Regions from separate parts of the Mus musculus genome. Here region 2 is linked to region 1. Evidence: chromatin contacts called from public Hi-C data. All regions are on one chromosome and are shown on one strand. The core of a region is the stretch at or near the end of the contact, and the rest is flanking DNA. Distances in the headings are between cores, read along the strand shown.

What was found. Hi-C and Micro-C count contacts between places; a contact is called where the count stands out from the background.
Region 2: a contact with region 1 is called in a Hi-C map of the N1E-115 cell line, with 3 times the contacts expected there. The contact joins two enhancer-like sites. A contact is called at or near these places in 1 of 39 promoter capture datasets (the SN4741 cell line), 1 of 15 datasets of contacts at CTCF or cohesin (stem cell-derived epiblast-like cells), 9 of 484 Hi-C or Micro-C datasets (the N1E-115 cell line, cerebellum, cerebral cortex and 2 more), 3 of 115 datasets of contacts at active chromatin or transcription factors (differentiating embryonic stem cells, embryonic basal ganglia and embryonic stem cells) and 3 of 9 other capture datasets (adipose tissue, macrophages and pancreatic islet).

Annotation. Positions count from the first base shown.
Region 1 is chr2:29,366,792-29,371,683 of GRCm38.p6, reverse strand. All of the region lies in intron 2 of Med27 (mediator complex subunit 27), which reads right to left. Among named protein-coding and RNA genes, the nearest start is that of Med27, 22 kb to the right of the region's middle. Within about 2 kb of position 2,288, at least 6 of the 459 cell types and tissues checked have an H3K27ac peak or open chromatin away from gene starts, as enhancers often do. A contact at or near this core is called in the N1E-115 cell line, where this site is marked.
Region 2 is chr2:29,570,447-29,575,059 of GRCm38.p6, reverse strand. No RefSeq gene overlaps it. Among named protein-coding and RNA genes, the nearest start is that of Gm30761, 26 kb to the right of the region's middle. Within about 2 kb of position 1,284, at least 46 of the 459 cell types and tissues checked have an H3K27ac peak or open chromatin away from gene starts, as enhancers often do. A contact at or near this core is called in the N1E-115 cell line, where this site is marked.

The DNA.
Region 1 (4,892 bases), core at 1,039-3,538:
CTAATAATTATGTTACAGCCAATCTCCTGTTCCAACAAGAAATGAGGGTGCTGGGTCAGATGACCACCAATCCTCTCTTTAAAACTAGAATCAAAAGATCCTTCACTGGGCCCACAGCACTGTAAAATGAATGATTTTACTATAAAGGTAAACAGGGAGCTAACCCGGCGGCTGCGCGTCTTTGCCTTTGTTAGTCCCAACAACCACACGGAGAAACCAAGATTTAGTTCGAGCTGCACCTCAATATCTAATCTGGCTACCCCCCAGCAGTGATCCCAAATCCTACCAGCAATCAGGGCTTCAGGGGTTTCTTCTCACTGTGTCTTCTTGGACTCTCTCCACCTGGAGATGGTAGCCCATCTCAATCTCTCTCCCTGTTTCTCTCTTTCTCCTCAACTAAGCTGAAGAGGTGTGACCTCAGAAGCACAGGGAAACCTTGTTCCACCACTACAGACAGAAAAGCCAACAGAGACACAATGAAACAGGGATGGGGGTCATGAGGCCCAGAAGCCAAGACCCACATTAGAGTTGCCATTAGGAGTCATACATGGCCTTCCCTCTAGTTCCAGTAAATGCCCAGTAAATGTAACCCTTACTAAAAGAACTAGCCATAGGTAAACGTGAGCCTCAGAATGCATGCCTAATGGAATCCAAAGCCAACCAAGTCAAACAGGGTTAGAGGGCTGGTGCCGGTCTGGGGAGAGGAGGCAGGCCTCCACCATAGTGCTGTCTGATTTTAGGCTTCTGGTCTGTCTTCCCTGACCCTCTGCATCCTCATCTGGCAAACCAACAGGGACTGCCATGCTCAAAGGAGTTGATTCATAAGTCCCCAGGGAACAAAGGTCAAACACAAGAGTGCGAAATTCGCCCTACTATTATTAATTACTTCCACGTGTAGTTACCACACTCAAAGGTGTGGAAGTGCTTGTGGTCCAGGAGGAACCACAGTTGGCACAGACCACACCCACACTCTGTATGGTGATCCAGTGGTCTCTTACACCTGCAGCCAGCTTTTTCCTGCCTGAAATAACCAGGAGTAACTTCAATGGGTCCTCATCCAGCCTTACTTAGACTTGCATAAATGTAAGCCAATGAGAAGGCTGGATTTCGTTTCCTAGAAACCAAACCAGCAAGTGACCAGCAAATTAAGCCAGGAACAGGGCTTTTCCAGCAGGTGGTCCCAAATCAAAAGACTTCCCAAGTTTCTTCCCTCAGACTCACATTGTTACCACCTCCCTTTAGTCAGCATCTCCTTGAGGACAGCAGTGGAGACTGGGCTCAAGAGAATTGCCCTGGGGAAAAACTAGCTGCAATGATAAGCTTTTCGTGATGAAGTTCGAGGCTGTTGAGTTTCTTGATATGAGTGCTGGGAACTTAACTTGGGTCTTCCGGATCCAAGCAATTGCTCTTGTTTGCTGAGTCCTAAGAATCTTTTTTAATATCAAGAATTTAGTCTTGTACAGAAATGTTATAAGGAAAAACCTTCTATGAAACCAAGTGAAAACATGCTGAATGTGTTCATTTCAAAGTCAGACATGACACATGGCTACAGGTACCACACATCTTTTCCATTTTCTCAAGCAGAGTGTGTGTGTGTGCTGGTTGAGGGACTGGTCTCCCTCTTCCTACCTCCAAAAGCAAGGCTCATTGCTCATTTCTCTGTAATCTGGGAGCTCACTTGAAGGTCATTGAAGAACAACAGCAAAAATACCTACCTCTTCACAGCTTCAGTGAAACTGCCTAAAAAGCTAAGATTGCATAGCCAACCCCCATCATCAATAAGTCATAATTCACTTATCCTAAAACCTGACATGGCAATGTCTCCCACCATCAGGGGGTTCTGAGAATTATCTGGCCGTGTCTTGCCTTCTCTGGTGGTTTCAAAGCAGCACAAAAAGAATGGCATGGCCAGGCGGTGGTGGCACACGCCTTTAATCCCAGCACTTGGGAGGCAGAGGCAGGCGGATTTCTGAGTTCGAGGCCAGCCTGGTCTACAAAGTGAGTTCGAGGACAGCCAGCAGGGCTATACAGAGAAACCCTGTCTCAAAAAAAAAAAAAAAAAAAAAAAAAGAACGGCATGCCTTATAATCAGCAAATGCAGTAAATAAAACAGAACCAACTTTGAGGGTGCCCCCACATGCTACTCGCAGCCCCTCCCCATGCTTGCAAAGAACATAGGAACCTGCTCTAGTCCCATTCTGAAAATCCCACTTGACTCAAAGACTGAAGCAGCAGCAGGCAGCTACAAAACCTTACAGCTGGGAGAAAATGGAATTGAACTCACAGGCAAAGATAAAAGAGCCAGTTCTCTGCCCGAGAGACAGACGAACGGGATCAGAATCCAAAGCAGTGCTTTGCTTTTCTCAACAGCTTTTAACTCAGACTAGAGTATTCACTTCGGAGCGTCCGGTATCTCGGGGAAGACAAGAGAATAAGAAACACTCTCAAAAAGACTTCGGTGAAGAGCTATGGACCAGCATGGGGCTCAGGAGGGGAGACAAGCTTCCAGTTTAAACAGTAATTTGTGCATAATTATCCTTGCAGGTTGATACAAGATAGTTAGATTAAATAAATTAATCAAAGTACAAATTGTGCTGGCAAACTCCAGTGCCTAGCATCTCCTAAGGCCAATCTGCCAACTGCTCTGAGGCCAGGCCTCACAGTCACCAAATCAGAGCTGACAGCTAATGGGAGGAAGAGACACACTACCTCTGGAGCCTGAGAGGCAATCTGAGGGGCGGGCCTAGGCGGGGCTCTGCGAAGCCAAGACAATAGAAACTTTAAACACAAGGTCCATTACAGCCTGCACTCCCACAGTCATTTGCACATGACGATGGAAATAAATCCTCCAGAAAACAGCCATTAATATGCCTTGGCCAACACAGCTCAGGCATCCTATCTGTTGTACGGTGTTCCTGGGACACTTGATTTCCCACACCCTACCCCCTTGCTCCTACTGTGGGTAACACAGGTCAACACTCTTAGCACAGACATCCCAGGAACACATCTCATCACTGCACTGGTAAGAGCTAACATGCCCATTCTTTACCAGTGTTAGCTCCTGGAATTGTCACCAAGCCCTGATACAGTAAGAACCATGATGCCCCTAGTTAAAGATGTGGAAACTGAGAGTCAGAGCCACACAGCCTAGCCAGGGTCACGTGTTGAACTTGCTCTCCTTGCTGGGCTACCTGAGGAACTAGAAAAGAAGTCCATTTTCAAGGTAGAAAATCATTAACAAAAGCAGTTAAAATATTGATCTCTACTTGTTTTTGGTTTTGTTTTGACATGACTTGATTAGTGTAAGAATGGTATGAGGAGGAATCCGGTCTCTGCCATGAAGCCAGACGGTAGAGCATGACCCTGTGACAGACACTACATCCAGCTCAGGAAGCTCTTTCTCCGATACCAGCCAGGAGAGTGGCACTTTCAGGGGAAAGGCACTGCACACCGCTTGGGCGTGCTGGTCCATCCCCAAAGCAGTGGCCCATGCCTCTGTGGAACCTTCAGGACACGCTTCCTGCTCCTGCAGAGCCTTCATTCAGTGCTTCCTAGTGTCATGTACTCTGCCAATCATGTATTGCTCGAGATTCCAACTTCAACATTTTGAAATATTCCTTTTTCCAGAGAAAAATATCCTGAAATGTCACATCTCCTAACAGCTGTTGATACTTTGGCCATCTTCATCGACTAAATGACAATACCAAACCCTTTCTGACAGACAACCATTCCCATAGCATTAAGAGGTATTAAAAGAAAAAGAAAAGATGGGCGCAAAGCAGCCTGGGTGAAGTCTTGAGAGACACAGGATGAGCCTCAACTTTGGAAATGAATTCTCTAGCAGAGAGAGGAAGCCAGGGCCAATAAGACGAGGTCATCTTACTGCAGTACACTTCTGTTGCTCCTGCCCTGAGCCTACAGCAGGGTCTTAGGCAGCCCAGTGAGATCCAGAAGGGATGCACTGATGGAACTGGGATCATGTCTACATCTATAGATTTGTTTGGAGAGTAAGTTTTTTACATGTATGCTGATAGTAGTTTGCAAGTTAAGTTGATTTGTCACAGAGTGTGTGCGTGTGTGTGTGTGTGTGTGTGTGTGTGTGTGTGTGTGTGTGTGTGTGTACATACCTGTGGAAGCCAAAAGACAACTTTAGATATCATATGTCACTCCTCAGGTAGCACTTACCTTGTTTTTTTAAGATGGGATCTCTCACTAACCTGGGACTCACCGAGCAGACCAGGCTGGCTGGCCAGCAAGCCTCAGGGATCCTCATGTTTCTGCCTCCCCACTGCTGAGATTACATGTATGCACTACCACATTTGGCTTTCTAAAAAAGGGTTCTGGGCTGGGCAGTGGTGGCGCACACCTTTAATCCCAGCACTTGGGAGGCAGAGGCAGGTGGATTTCTGAGTTCGAAGCCAGCCTGGTCTACAAAGTGAATTCCAGGACAGCCAGAGCTACACAGAGAAACCCTGTCTCGAAAAAAAAAAAATATATATATATATACAAATAAATAAACAAATAAAAAAGGGTTCTGAGGGAATCAAATTCAGGTCCCTTTACTAGCTAAGCTATCCGCTGCCTAATCTGTGTAATTTTAAGTTACATTGTTGTGGTTGCAGCAGTCTGATAAACAGAGCGGAACATTCACTGTAAAATGTGGGCTTAACTCCCAGCACGTCAACCACTCTCCTGTGACCCTAACTTATCATAAGCTCTGGGCTCAAAGCAACCCTGAGGTGGAGGCTGTCCTGAGCCCCAGTTTACACACCAGGAGACAGGATTGTTCAAAGTTACAAACCGGTGAAAAAGTAGACTGTGAACCCAGGCATCCTGGCCCCAAGGCCAACGCTTTAGTCCCATTTAGACACCATATCTCCCAAGTTTGAAAA
Region 2 (4,613 bases), core at 35-2,534, 200 kb before region 1:
TAGTTCTGAAGGTAGAAATCCAAAATCAAATCAAGATGTTGACAGGGCAAATCAGAGAGCTTTCTATGCCCCTTTGTTGGGCTCAGGCTTCTGTAAGCCGCTGGCTACTGACTCTATCACTCTGCTGCCCTCCCTGTTTCTGTGTGGCTATTCCTCTGGTAGGGGTGTGTGTGTACAAAATATACAATATTGGTCATGAATGAGAAAGGTTGGGAGACACAGGAGGAACCCAAAAAGTAGTTTAAAAGTTCAGATTCTCTGAGCTTAATTCCAAATGTCTTTGCTATCCAGTCCTAACCTGTCTTTACTGCACCAATGCCAGCACCCAGGACTCAAGAGGTTCTCCATAGATACTGATGGGCCAGAGGGATGAATGTATGGATGGGTGGGTGGATGAATGAATGAATGAATGAATGCAGCAGCCTTTTTTGTCTGCAGCCATAGAAGCTGATGTGTTGTTAGACCCTGCATTTCCCACTCGGCTCTGCTCGTACCAGCCTCCATATGCGGTTAGGTCATTGATATTCACAGAATTCTTTCCAGCATTGATTACTGAGACAGAGCACCCCTCCCCCAAACCTCGTCAACTTTCCTGCCCCTCCCCACCAAGGGAGCCTCTGTCCAGCCTCCTGATTAATTCCCTTCCATGAATGTTCTGATGAAACTGTGTGCTCACGCCCGCCGAGCAGCCTCCGTATCCTGGATCATTTCAAAGCTATTTTGCTCTTTGTGGCTTGTATTCATTAGCTGTGGCAGAGGTCATGAGGTCCGGGCCGGCTCGGTGGGGCCACCTCTGAGCAGGCAGTTTCCCTGGAAGGGAAGTTCTTCCTAGCCTGCTGAGGGTGGAGAAGGTCATGCTGGCCAGACCTGGTGGCTTGAAATCTGTGAGAGGGAGCAGGCGCCTGGCAGGAGAAAGGGTTGCTCTCAAAGGAGCGAATATTAGACTGAGCCACATGAGATTTCTGATATGCAGCCTTTTGTGCACCCATGAAAGCAGCAGGCTGGTGGAATAGAGTCATCTGAAGTACAGAGAGGGTGGGAGGGAAGGAGTGGGGCTCTAGTAGGCAGGTAGCTACAGGAGTGGTCCCTGTCTTGTGGACGGTGGTTTAGGGGTGCTCTTACAGGAATGGGGGGGAAATTGCCAGCATTTGAAGCATTGGAGCCCAGAGACCTGAGCTCTGGAACTTGTCTGTGGCTTGGGACTGCAACTGGGTGTGCCCTCCACCCCCACAGCATAGATTGGCCATTTTTAGTTCAATGTGAGGCCATGGCGCTGTCCGTGGTGCTGAACCCCTATTGGCTGGGCTCAGATGTGGGGCTTATGCTTGAGTGCCACGGAAGACTGTCTACCATCTTTCAGGGAGTCTGGAGCCCAGAGAAGGACGTGGCAGAGGACAGGGGTCAGTGTGAAAGTAACCTCTCACTCCACAAAGAAACAACTGCTAGCTGTCTCTGGAGAGGGAGCAGTTTAGTATACTGCCATTACTAAACTATTATCACTCTGGGGACACATGCTCTTTCTCTCTATGTCCCTAATGCCATCCTAAAAGCAAAGGTGAAATCAGTCATGGGTCTTCACCCTCTGACTGTACCTACCGTCGTTCCTCTTGCCTGTAAGCTCTCTGCAGGCTGCTTTGTTCTTGTTGCTGTACTCCGCTGCCCTGCCTCATCATCTGACCCCAGCAGTCCCTGCCTGGCCACACCTTTCCAGGAAGCCTCTCTTGACTACTTCATTCAGCCCAGCCTGGCCTCTCATTCCTCTGACCCCATTCTGACCTCAGAGCTAAGTTTAGCAAGCAACACTTTCCAAGGCATTCTTTCTCAGCTCTTTCTTTCTCCCTCCCTCCCAGCTGCATGCTCTCAGGGGACCTGGCTCTTGCTTTCTCTGTCCTTGCAGCAGAGCCAAGGCTGCTGTGTGCGTGGATATCAGCAGCAGCACCATCAGCCACCATGAGTGAGGGCTACTGCTGTGTAGGCAGTTTCTGTGCTATTTCTCACTGGAGACTCACAGGGAATCTGCAAAGCTGGTCCTATTGTGTCACCGTCATAATAGGAGGCCCAGAGGGATCCAGTAACCTGCCTAAGCCATAGAGGCATGAGAACCAGGGTTCAACCGAAGGTCTGTCTGGCCCCAGAGGCCAGCTCTTAATCACCAGCTAGTCTCTCTGAGGCATGGCAATGACCCACAACTGAAACCCATTCTGCCACTGACTTGGGGTGAAATTGTGTCACCGAGGGACCAGCATTAGAGAGTGGGGGGAATCATGAGTTTTTACCGGGAGGGAGCTGAGAGGGCTGTATTATTTTCCTTTCCTGAACAACATTCTCATACCTTAGGAATGGCATTAATGTCCAAAACACTTATTGAGCGCCACTGCATGCCCTGCATTATGAATTATGATAAGGACTGGGTCAGATAGCCACAAATACAACACACACTGACCCATTAGTCTATGATAGAAAGTTTAAGAGAGAGAATTAGAAAATAATAACACAGCTCAGATCCAGACCAGGGACCCCACCAATAGATGGCACTATCTTCTATGCTTTCTTTTGAAAAGACCCTGGTGTATTCTAAAAGTGGTACAGACTCCCCAGAGACAAAGGGACATTCAGAGTCGTGGGTCTGGACTTTTCAGGAGATGGTGAGTCTTAGACACCACTTATCAAGGGACTGCTTGGCTCTGTGAGGGTGTCAGCTGACATCATTTACCCAAAGACTGAGCTAGGCCATGCATGATTGTATGTGCCTGGATGTTATACATGCATATGTGTATCAGTACATGTGTGTGCATGTGTATGTGTGAATGCATGTGCACATTTATGCGTTTGTATGGTCACATGTTTTTATAAGCCTGCATTTCTTTTCAATTAGAAATATATTGATGCTGACAGGGAACAGGCACAGCAACACGAAGTAATCATAAGACTACTGAGGCGTGGATGCCTGATGGGGAGATAAGATAAGCGGAAATCAATTCTTTCCTGGATCTGCGTGTGCAAAACTCCAGCCAGGCAGAAGCGCTGCTTCCTCTGAGTAGCTCTGGAGCAGACAGCGTGGAACACAGGTTCCCTGGACAGTGCAGCTCTCAGAGTCTGCAGGGTGGGTGAGCAGAGTAAGCAGGGTGTTCAGCAAAGCCTATTCACTATCACACACACATACACATATAAACATACACATAGACACACACACACAGACACACATATAAACACACATATATATACACACAGACACACACACAGAGACATACACACAGACACACACACACACACATACACATATATACATACACATAGACACACACACAGACACACACACAGACACACACACAGAGACACACACACAGACACACACACGGACACAAACACAGACACACACACACATATAAACACACATATATACACACACAGACACACACAGAGACATACACACAGACACACACACAGACACACACACAGACACAAACACAGACACACACACACATATAAACACACATATATACACACACAGACACACACAGAGACATACACACAGACACACACACAGACACACACACACAGACACAAACACAGACACACACAGAGACACATACACAGATACACATACACATACACACACACACACACACACACACACACACACACACACACCCCACTCCCTGAGATGTACCCCTCAGGCAGTTTCTTGTGCTAACCAGGCCTTGTCTTAGCCTGTCCTAAAGCAGCAGGCTTCATGTTCTGACACCCAGGCCCCAGTTCCCCAAGCCCACCCTGCATCTTTCCCTCAGGGGTTCTCACCACATCAGAAAACCCTTAGTTTCTAAAGAACCACTCTCCACAGCCTTTGATGCTGCCCTTGTCTCCCCCAGGTCTTCTGGAGAACAAAGGAATAACTGAGTGGAACTGGTCCCTGGTGTCTGCCCTGAGTCAGGTTCCTGTTGATGGGGAGAAATTTGATGGCTGGTTTACTGGCTTTCTCTTCTCTTTCTCTGCAGGAAAGTCCATGCCCGTAGGCTTCCTGAGAGCAAGAAGAGCCTCTTAGTTGCTGCCACTCAAACGCAGGGTCCTTCTGCCCACTCAGTAAACACCGGCAACGACTGCATGTGGATACCATTAGAGTTTAGGGGATCAAGCTGTTGTCAGATCTTTAAACAAAAGCTTGGCCTGGGATCTGATAGACTATGCTCTGATAAAAGAGACTTCAAGGCAAATCCAGATGCTGTCATTTACCGGCTATAAAACCCTGAGCAAAGCACTCAGAATCTCCTTGCTTTAGTTTTTCTATCTTTAAAATGGAAACAACCGGAGCGTAATAGGTACTTATTGCTACAGCAGTGCTATCTAACAAATGATCCCTAAATCTTGGTCACACATCCGGAGTCAGCTAAGAAGAAGGGTCAGGGTTTATACAGCTTCGCAGCCTTGATGGGCCCACTTCCTTGTCTGGGATAATTCAAGTGACCTGGGTCTGCGCAACACGCCTTTCATCCTCCATTAGACTAGCTCGGTGTGTTCCCAGGGTAACAGCAGAGATGCAAGAGCAAGAGGTCCAAATCCTTCAAATGACGTCCGTGCAGACATTGAGTCAGCCAAAGGAAGCTTTGTGGAGGATT